Regions from separate parts of the Anser cygnoides genome. Here region 2 is linked to region 1. Evidence: chromatin contacts called from public Hi-C data. All regions are on one chromosome and are shown on one strand. The core of a region is the stretch at or near the end of the contact, and the rest is flanking DNA. Distances in the headings are between cores, read along the strand shown. Region 1 has its middle 20 kb from the start of OAT. Region 2 has its middle 41 kb from the start of GPR26.

Evidence for each region. A called contact is a pair of places that touch in the nucleus more often than the background predicts.
Region 2: a Hi-C map of granulosa cells shows a contact between it and region 1, with 3 times the contacts expected there. The contact joins two enhancer-like sites. A contact is called at or near these places in 2 of 7 Hi-C or Micro-C datasets (granulosa cells and liver).

The regions. Positions count from the first base shown.
Region 1 is chr7:4,103,130-4,108,730 of Taihu_goose_T2T_genome, forward strand. No RefSeq gene overlaps it. Among named protein-coding and RNA genes, the nearest start is that of OAT, 20 kb to the left of the region's middle. Within about 2 kb of position 2,647, at least 2 of the 3 cell types and tissues checked have open chromatin away from gene starts, as enhancers often do.
Region 2 is chr7:4,474,000-4,479,366 of Taihu_goose_T2T_genome, forward strand. No RefSeq gene overlaps it. Among named protein-coding and RNA genes, the nearest start is that of GPR26, 41 kb to the left of the region's middle. Within about 2 kb of position 3,647, at least 2 of the 3 cell types and tissues checked have open chromatin away from gene starts, as enhancers often do.

The DNA.
Region 1 (5,601 bases), core at 1,397-3,896:
GCCTCTTAACAGCTCAGCGCCAGAAATTCGGTGCTTTCGTGTTTGTGCTTGTTCTACTTGTTGCTCAAGTGTACTATAGCTCTGCCAAGCGCTGCTCCTGAACAAAGTTTTACTTGAAGGATGCCGAAGTGGAAATCATCTACAAATTAGTGTAATGTGTACTCTGAAATGTGCAAAGAAAATATGTAAGACATTTCATAAAATATTATGAGTTTGTTTTTTGCATCCTAACTTTATAGGAAGTGAAGAGGTGAGAAAAGCAAGCTTGGAGGATGCCCTTTCGATGCCTTCCCAGTACTTCTCAAGTACTTTTCTTACCTTGTAGAGAGAGAGATATATCTTGGTAGGGAAGAAGGCGTGGCAATGGCACTTCTTTGGTGATGCTTTCTGCTGTTGTAATTGATATTTATATTTAAAATGATATTTGAAAGAGATCTGTATGTTTAACACAAATTGCCTATCCAAACGGTGGCCGTTCCTTTAGCAGGAGCTATGCAGCAGTAAAACTTTCTGGAGGTATGTGTGTATTTACAAGATGTCGCTCTAAGCGTTTGGCTCTAAAGGCTTAATCTGTCTCCATTATAGTGCCTGCACATATTCTGATGTTTCTTTGTGTCAGGTATGGTATATGAAATGCTTTCCTAAATGAGTGGGGACTCTGCACTGAGTGCTGTGCAAACACGGGGAGGTAATCTAAGCACCCAAGAGCCAAAGCAGCATTCCTTGTGTACCCAAAGCTGCCATTGACTTCACTGGAAGCTTTGTTTGCAAAAACAATGCCGAATTGTGCTATATGCCAGTGCTCTCTGCCAAAAAACATGGACGTTTCTCTTGGCATGAAATCACGGAATATGTATTCTGACAGAAAAATAAATCTTTGTTTATGGGTAAATGTAAACTAAGATTTAAAGGCGCCACGTGAAACAGTGAAAGGCAGGAGCAACACGGAGAAGTGGGGAGATTGGGAAGCATACAGTGCAAGTTTCCTTTATTTTTTTTTCTTTCCTGCTGGCAATCTGGGGAGCCATGCTTATGGCATTGTCCTTTGTCTGGGATTCTTTACAGCTGCAAAAACCTGAATTTATGCACTCAAACAGTATGTCTTGAAGTTAAAAATTACCCAAATAGATTACTTTCTTAAAAGGCCTCAAATGCCTATCAGTCTTGACCTGGCAAAGAACTGCACATCTTGAACCTGTTAGAAATTTCCATGATGAAGCAACCTCTGTTTTGTTTGCCTTTCAACAGCAGTGTTAGTGGATCAGTTAAGCAGAAGAGAGGCTGTAGTTGAATCTTTTTTTTTTTTTTTTTTGGCCGTTTCTTGTTCACTTTCTCATCTTTTCCATCTTTCTGGCAGCAGATGGAGCCAGAAGCTCAGCTTTACACTAGGAGCTCTCTGCTAGGTGTAGAATTTTGGGAGTTTGTGACTCCTGAGGGCTCGCTTTTGGTCTTTACTAATACAGAAATCAGACACAAACTTCAGTTTCATCTCTGTGTGATAACTCAAACTGTAACTTACGCAGTGCACTCGTAGCTAATTTTGGGTGGGGGGGACCATAAAATGGAATTCCTTTATCTCTCTAGTATGACAAGTACCCAGTAATCCCAGCAATTCATAGCTGTCCCTGTTTGACTGATAGGGATGTAGGGACATCTGAGAAGGGGGGGCAGAATTTTTTCCTTCCCAAAGCACTGAAGTAGAAGAAAGATGGAGGTTTGAGACAAAACTTTAAATATTTCTTTACATCAGGAAACTGCTTTCTGTGGGCCTGCCTGTGGTGCTTTGATCCAGAGCGGGAGACTTAACCAGCTGGGGTTCCTGTATTTGTGCAGTAAAAAGAGGTGGTTTTGTTTCTTTTTTTTTTCTTTTTTTTTTTTTTGGACACTCATCCCCAGGCAGGAAAACAGACAAGAAAAATGTGGTACTAGCACTATTCATCAATTAAACAGTCCTAGTGCAACCCTCATGGAAACCTCACCAAACCCCTGCGTTGACCACCGCTTGGCAGGACCTTGGTGTCTGTCCCAAGTGCTTGAGTGGTAGCTCCTCGTGAAGCTGTGTCTGTGAAGCCCTGGGAGCTGGAGGGGTTTTTTGGTCCCACCCCAACCTCCATGCAGCCAGAGAGCTCCCGGGGTCAAGGCAGAGCTGCTTAAAGCGCTCCTTTGTTTTTCTTTCAAGTGCAGGCTACTCTGCTTTTATTTTCATACTCGAGGCTGTCTGTTTTCATCCCGCAGCCTGGAGTGCCGAATGCTAACGTGGCGTGGATAAGGGGTGACCATAACGAATCCTGCTTGGTGGTTGTTCCCCTCCGATGCCGTCTGTCTGTCTGCATGGGGTTGTTTGCAGAAATCTGAGCAGAGGCTGTGCTGTCTGGAAAATCCCCGGGCTCTTATCGGCGCTAGTCCAAATAAATAAGAGTAGAAAGCAACTCCTACTCATTCCTGTACAAAATCCTATTAATTTGCTATGATTTAGGCTACGTATAAAGGCCCCCAGGAGTATTGACCCTTTGCACAATGTGCAAACCAAACAAAGGCCTGGACCTTGGACGAACTCCCAGCCCTTCCCTGGGGTCTGACACAGGGGAGACCTAATCCTCCAGCTAATACGCTCCCTTGGAAGGGATGTGCGGTGAGAGCCGGGAAAAGCTGCCCGCGTTACACAACTCGGCCTGAAGGAACAGCAGGAACAGGACGGAGGAGGGGGTAATTCACACACACCACCTGATTCACGTGGCGTAGGCTCCCCGGTGGGTCCTGCAGACGGTGGTGGGGCAGCTCGGGGGCTCCCTACCGGCCCCCAGGGTGAGGGCACAGGCTGGGGGTGAGCCCCCCGTGCTCCCCAAAGGGTACCCCGTTACGTACCGTGCCTGCTGGAAACATGCCATGGGAAAGGCTGAAAAGAAACTCAGCTCCCCCATCCGCTGTGCTTCTGTCCAGCAGGCACTGAGGCTGCCCTGCTGGGTCGGCCTGCCAGGGGTATGGTCCCTCATGGTGGCAATACAGCAGGGCCTGGTCAGTGTGTCACAGTGCTTGGCAGTCAGGGTGCTGCTGGAGGAGCTACCTGTCTCAGCATGAGGCTGTAGAAGTTGCCTCAATGTCCTGAAAGTCTGGAGACCCCTGAGGGAGACGAGGTGTAGGAGAACTTCCCTCCCCACTGTACCTGTAGTTTTGGGTGGGGGCAAGAGGATCTATTTTCCTGTGTAACTTTTCATCTTTTACCCTCAGCAACAGTCAGACATCATTAAATATGAATTACTTGGTGTTTTGGAAGCATTTTTGAATAATACGTGAACATCTCAGCTTCTCCCAGGAGGGCATGCCTTCATTTCCACCCAGCTGCTGCCTGCGCCTGGCACGGCCCCGCTGCGACTTCTCCCCCAGCATCTAAGCGCTGCCCTCGTGTCAGTGATCCTGCGGAGGTGGTGCTGGTACGTACGCAGGGCTGCCAGCCTGCAGCGCACACGGCAGCATGCTATCCGCGGAAAAGGACAAGGAAAACCACGCTGGAAAGCCACAAGGAAAATGGCAGCACGCGGGGAGCTGGCTTTGTCTCCCTGGGGGGGCCTGAGCCACGTCCCGGGGACGCTCTGTGTTGTCTGGCCTGCACGAAATGGCAGCGGCTGGGGCACGAGCATGGAGCCGCGGCCTTGCTGATAGCCGCCTTGATCTGGCGCTCGCGGCTCCGCAGGGACAGATCCTGCACGGCAAGGTTAAAGGCAGCGTGAGGAATGTGCGAGGAAGGGACTGACGTCTGCGTGCGGCTCCGAGCAAATGAGCTCCCGTTTTAGCCCCGGCTCTGAAGTTAACCTTTGAGAGCACAAAAATGAAAACAAGATGAAAGCCGTATCGGGCAGGCATTCCTGGGCAGCCGCCGCCTTTGTAACGGGCTGTCTGCATCTTACAGGGGATGTCTGCACCCTCACACGCAGCAGGAGGGTGCAGGGCGGCCTCTGCAAGCAGAACTGCCTCTTGCTATGGGAGCTTACACAAAAACATCATTTTGAAATATCCCTGCTCTTCGTGGCCCTGCAGAGATGAACCGGGATCTCTAGCGGGGTTTTCAGCTCTGGCACCCAGCTCTGACACCCTACCTGGGTCGGCAGGTGGGAGCTGCAGGATGCACAGCTCCTGATTATGTTTCATCCCTGGGAGGGGATGTGGGTGCTTTTATCCCGGTGGGTGTCTCCGGTCTGCGTGGAGGCAGCCAGCCGTCAGACTTTTCCAGCCGCTGGGTGTTCCTGACCACCCTCCACACAGATGCTCGCCTGGGCACCACATGGGGGGCCAGGGAGCGTGGGATGCTCTGAGCCCCAGCCGTGCCCCCACCGCGGCCCCGAGCCGGTTGGGGGCTGCTTTTTCCAAGCTGAAAGTCACCGCTTTGCGACTCACATGACAGGAGTCTGAGCAGGAACATTTTGGTTTAATCTAGTCCTCTGCCCGCGCTATTCTGCAGGCCAGTGGGTGGCCACACGCTAAGCCAATATCAAGCAAATTAAAACCAAAAAGAAGGGCTGGGAACCACGGTGGTGTCTGGGACCTGCTTCCTCATGCTGAGCAGCTTTCCTCTCCTGCTGGAGCCTGGGCCAAACGTGCCCGCGTAGCTGTGCCAGCCTTTCCTCGTGGGGCTCGCAGCAGGGCTGGCGTTTTGGAGCTGTGGAGGATGTGCTTTCGCAGCTGAACGAAAACGTGGAAATGATCAACGGCTATCTGAAGAACAAAAATAGCAATGAGGATGTGAAAAGGGTGGAGCGATGAACCGAAACGCGGAGCTGGCAGTGGGAGAAGGCCACGGGGCCCCTTCCAGCCCTGCGTGCTGGGGAGCCTCAAAACGTTGTCCTTCTCTGTCCGGGGGGGCGTCAGCTCCCATTTCATCCCTCTGCCCCCTCCTTTCCTTGGTCTTATCACCCAGGATTTGGAGAACCCTTTCTTCTCCTCTCAAAGACTTAGCATATCCCCTCACTCTTCACTTTAGGGCTAAACGATCCAGACGTCGGGTTGTGTCCACCAGATCTGTGTCTTGGGGCTCTCTGCATTGCCCTGTCCTGTTGTAGTGTGCCCGCAGCTGGTCGCAGCCTTCAAACAAAGCTTCTCCAGGGCTTGCACGCAGCAGCAGCGCACCTTGAGAAAGCTGTTCTTATTTAGACATCTCAGCAGGATGTTTGCTTTCTTTTTCTTCTTATTTTTTTAACAGCAGCCTGACTCACAGCTCCCTTGTATCCTGTTCTACGCACCCGTTGCTGTTTTTCCATTGTGCGTTAAGGTTATTCCTGCCTGAGTATCGTAGCTGGCACTCGTCCCTCTTTGCTCCCTCTTTCTCCAGTTTCTCAGGATTTTGGTGGATATTGTGGTTGGGAGCCTCCCTGCTGCCCTCCCTCTTTGTGCCATCTCCTGCTCCAAGACCTCGGCGCTTCAGCCCAGCTCATGGATAGGGAGCTCTGGAACAAAGCCGGGAGATCAGTCACCGTGAAAGAGTGAAGACCGTTAGCTGAAGCTGATCCCTGCTCATCTGCTAATTACCAAGCTCCGAGCAGACAATTACCATTACGGACTCCTCACGTGGCCATGGATAACCGCTGACCTGGAGTTTTGGATCCCCCA
Region 2 (5,367 bases), core at 2,397-4,896, 370 kb after region 1:
AGAGAAAAGTGACCTATAAGCACACACAGGACATCCAGGCAGCTGAACACCAGGGAGAGCTTCCCAGCCATTGAAACTTGCCAACACAAGCATGAGATGTGATCATCATCATGTGTCAGCACACAGCTCTAAGCGCAATGTGAGTACACGGAAGGCACGCAGTCAGCCCGGTGCTCCTCAAGGTGGACGGAGGAGATGAGGGTCATAACTTGGAGACAGCCAGATGCTGGGACCAAAAGTCCCGTGTGCCATCCCCAGCATCTGTCCCAGTGTTGGTTAACAGCCATAAGAGTAGAGCGTGCTTGCAAATGTCCAAGGAGATTTAGAAAGGATACAGAATAATAATTAATAACAGCGATAATGATCAGCCTATGACTATCTGTATTAATTGACATTCCTTTGAACAACAGAGATGCCAGAACTCATTGCTCTGATTACTTGCCTTTTGGCAAACATAAAATCAAGGACATATCTGAGCAAATAAATCTTGCCACCAGCAATAAAACCTGTAAGCTACAGTGGCTGGCAAAGCTTTCCTCTCAGCACATCACTTGTGGAGCCGTAAAGCCAGTCTAACAGTTACCTATTGTTAAGTGGGGAAAAGCGCAGGAGGTTTATACATGATGGCATCTAGCTTGTTTCGTGGTTTTCATGTGCCCATGGCAAACATCGTACAGAAAAAGGGAAGGAGCAGTCCAGTTTGGAAACAAGCTCTCAGCATTTGTGCAGAAACGAGGCATCAGGACTCTTGCCTGTTACTTTTGTTTTGCAGCAGTTTCTCTTCTTAGCTCATGCCGAGTACCCCATTGCTGGAGCTCAAAAGCCAGTTGTTTGTAACAACAATCATTTCTCACGGGCTGCCCCCAAAGGGAGACTTTAATTGATGTTTCAGACATTTCTGAAATTCTGACGATTCTGTTCTGGGTGTTCTCTTTTTCAGCCCTCCAGAAACTCACTGAAGCCACTGCTGTTTTATTTGCTGATACTGGAGACATATTTGTATAGCCAGAGGCCAAGGTGTGTTTAAATCAAGGCTTAAATCTTCCAGCTGATCTTGACAGCACACTGTTAAGTTTAACAGCTGAACTAATTAAGAAAACTATAAAAATACAAAGCCATGGTAAACTTTTTAATCAGGAAGCTATTTGGTACAAATAATCGCTTAAGGGAAAGATTCTGCTGCTTCTACTCATGTTACATTGCACCATATGCTACAAGTGATTTGACTGAAAGCTTGTGCAGATAATAGAAAAGTGTGCTCATTTGCTTTGGTCAGCTCTTGCTGGTGAAAAAAGAAGAGAAAGAATGAGGGGGGAGAGAAAGAGAGAACAAGAATGAGGGGGAGGGAGGGAGAGAGGGAGGGAGGGAGGGAGGAAGGAAGGAAGGAAGGAAGGAAGGAAGGAAGGAGGCACATGTTGCTATTCTAAGAAAGCCCTGGTTTGCATTTGTTTCGCCAGGATGGATTTTTTTTATTTTTTTTTTCATTTGGAAATTCTCAGCCCAGATATTTTCTTATAAGGATCATCAAAGAGAAAACGAACAAGTAAGGTATGACTTGACTTTCATGAGTATACGGGAGTAGGTTCTGAATATTTGCTGAAAAAAGTGAATCAGCAAGTTTGAATGATGAAGAAAATAAAAAACGGTGTTCATAAACCACTCTGGAAAGTAATGAGGTAAAATTCAAGGAATACACTATTATCACAATAATGAAGTTGCACTGTATCTGAGAGGCTGGGAAAAAGTTGATCTATTGTGTTGGTTCTGTTTATGTTCTGCAGGTTCATGGTGCAGTTGCCATCTGATACTGTACAACCAGAGTGTGTGTCTACTCCTGGTCCTATAGCCCGTGCATATGCCACCACCAGCTGCCTCTGATGCTGAATTTCCAAGTCTCTAGGCAGGTTCCCAAGGTGGCACTTAATCTGGTATCTGGGTGGCTTTAGATTTACATCCCTGCTATTTCCCAGCCGTTTGAATCTATAGGTGGTATTAATCACCTTGGCCGCTCATTTCTTAGAGATCTAAATTTTCTGGTCTTCATTTCTGGTGCATGTTGTTGGAGAGTTTCCTAATGCTAAGAAGTCCTCCTTAGTGTATTTCAGCCATCACAAGTAATCATAGGAACATTCATATGGTTATATCTCACTCCGTTATCCTCTTGTACAGAAGAAATAATCACACAGAAGCAATAAAGACCCAATCAAAAAATTGTAAGAGACTGTAACCCCAGGAACACAGCAGTTACTGCAGGGTGTATTGCTGTAAATCATCTACACAGCAGTTGTCAGGATTTTTTCTAAAATCATGGTGAAGTGAAATATAAAAGATATTGAAAACAGGTATAACTGAAATAATTTTGAAGTCCTATTTTATTTAAAATACATTTTTTAAGTATTCACAATTCAGGAACTTCTGCAAACACATTATACAGTGAGTATGTGTGACCTGTGTGAAACCTGGGATTAGAGACTTTTTTGGAAAGCTCTGTTTGAAGTTCAGCCAGGAATCATAGCAGCTTAGCACAGGGGCTTGACCGAGACACAGTATTTAAGAACCAAGGAAGAACATCGCGTATTGAATCATCAGCCAAGCATTGATGAATCTTGATCCTCATTTGCTCATGCAGCCACAAATTTATCACTGACCTTCCCTACCATGCCTGTGCTGATGCACCCTTCACATCCTCACTGAGGAAGGGTGAAATGCTCTAGGATTATAAGGATGCCCTTAATAAACCCTAGAGACAAACATTTCCAACTCCAGATCCAGGGTGCAAACTCCACATCAGCACTGGTGTTGTTGTCTTCCTTCATGGACATCTCTTCAGCATTTTTCAGGGTGGCTGACGTGCTTTCCCCATTGCTGCTTGGTTTGAAGCCAGAGCATGTTGTAAGCAAGGTGTGGGTGGTGTGGTGCCCCCGACCCCTCGGGGTGTGATATTGTTGGCACTCACCCCACACCTTCATCTTTTATTTAAGAGGATGTATTAAATAATGAGTCTTTCCCAGATCTATGCACCTAACCCTGGTAGTAGCACCTCAGTGCCTGCCCCTTTCACCCCCATACACCCTGGCAGCCAGCAGCCGGGCTGCGGAGAACCCTTTTTTTCCTTTAATCTCCTGCATGGCCTCTTGGCCTCAGGAGTGCATATAACTCATAAAAGCTGCAGCCTGTAACAACAGCGGGAAGCAGCCTTTGGGCTTTCAAAGACACTGCTGCAGCAGAAAAAAAAAAAAAAAAAAAAAAAAACTTTCTTTAGAAAAAGCAAGTTTTCCCTGAATCGTATTTATACCTTTAGGATAACCACGGGCAGACCGAGGTTTTGATGTGTCTGGAAGTTAATAATGTAGCATGCAGCAAGCTCTCCTGAGCGGGGGATTTTAAGCAGTGTCAGGACATAAAGAAAACCGTCCTGCGGCACGGAGAGAGCACACCAGCACCGCCTGCAGTGATGAAATTCCAGAGCTTGAGGGCTGCAGCCCCCCTCCTCCCTTTCTTCCAGCACCTCCGGGACCGGAGCCCTTCCTAAAGCAGCTGGAAGACGCCCCCGGAGTCGCTTCCCAGGCGGGGACGAGCGCGGCCGGATGTCCCGATGGGGTCGCGGCAGGAGGCTGCAGCCGGCGGCGAGCGGCCCCGGCCCGGCGGCGGCTCGGCGGCCCCCCCGCGCGGCGGCAGCGGGACACCGGCACCCGGCCGGCAGCGCTGATGGAAGGAGAGCCGGGGGGGTGGAAGAATGAACAAGCCTCTCTCTGGCGGAGCAGGGTGGGGGGGGTAGTAACGGTGGTCTCCACCAGATCCCAAAGGTGAAAGGTCCCCGGGAATGTCAGTTCCTTAGCCAAATGCTCATCCTGCCTCTCTTGGAAACCATCAGCCTGCTCTGAGGACTTTTGCATGTTCAGTGCTGCAGCAGAGGAACTTCGAAGCCTGGTTTCCAGAGTCTAAAAAGACTTCCTCCTTACTAACATAACTAATTAAACATTACCAATTGCTAAGTAAACATTACTGATTACTAAGTAAACATTACTGATGTATTTCACACAATTAAACTATCAAAAGCCTGAAAGCATATTTCTTCTCTTACAGACATCCGTGGGGTTTAAGACGCCCTGTGCATGCAGCCTGGTGCACCTGCTTGCACCCCTTGGAAACCATCTGATAAAAGGGATCAGTGCTCCTGAACACTTGGCAGCTGCCAGCACAGCAGCAAACTTGGTTAAATTTGTATACAGGGTGTGGGAAATTCATTTTCAGGTCTTCCACCTTTCTGACTTTGAGAGCCTGCATTTTGTCACCGGAGGGATTGTGAGGTCACACAGGAAATCCAACAGGAAGCAGGGAGCTGAACTTGGGGCTCTCAAACCTCAGTTATCATGCAGATTATCCATATTCTCTTAACTCTGAGCTTGGATGAATCTTGAAAAAAAAAAGGTGTTTCAGCAGGAAGAAAACAACCTTGGTTCCCTGCAAAGAGGAAAGAATATGCTGATATAGGAAGTTTTGCAGCGGGATTTCAGAACAGGATAAGAGACTTACATTCTGTTGCAATCAAAGTCCTTGTAATTGTACATGTTACCTTGTTACCTCCCCTCCATCCTCCTGTTGTAGCTTTCCAAACAAACACATTCAACACTTTAGGAAAAGTACTACAAATAAATACAGTTTGACTTAAAAGGGAGTTGCTGACTCATACCTGCACTAACAGGGCAGGATTTATACCTAAAGCAGCACCATGGAAAAGAGCAAAACTCCGCGCAGCAGGAGCAGGACTTGCAGCATCAACCTAAGAAAGCTTTTTCACCACAGAGATAATCTCAAATTTTATCTCAGCCACAGCATTTGTCTCATTAGAGACAGGAACATTCCCCTATCAATTTTATACTTGCATTGTATTTTATATTGTTATGGCAGTCTTTTCCAATTTTTAGCATTTGCTTTTCAGAATGTTTCATATCTTGAATAAAAAATGGAGTAATAATAGAAATCAAACTAAAAATGGCCTGCGCTTTTCTTTTCCAGATGTATCTGTTGAGCTGCATTGTAAATTTAGTGTTACTGGTCTAGTAGTTATTTTAACTGCTGCTTGGCTTCAGTCCTGTTGATATGTTGGTTATTTTTATATATGGTAGGCCATTTGTGTGACTGATTTTACAATTCATGCTGCCTGCTGAAGGACATCCCTTGAAACAGACCTCATAGCTGTATTCTCAAGATGAAAGCAATTGGACAGAAGTACCATTCTGAAAAGAGGGACCTCTATTACATTTATTTTTTTTCTGAATTGCTTGCTCAAGCCAATTGGTTGGGTTATTGGAAGAAATGAAACAGGGAAAAATTGATAGGATTCAGGTGTTGGTGCGTGGCATT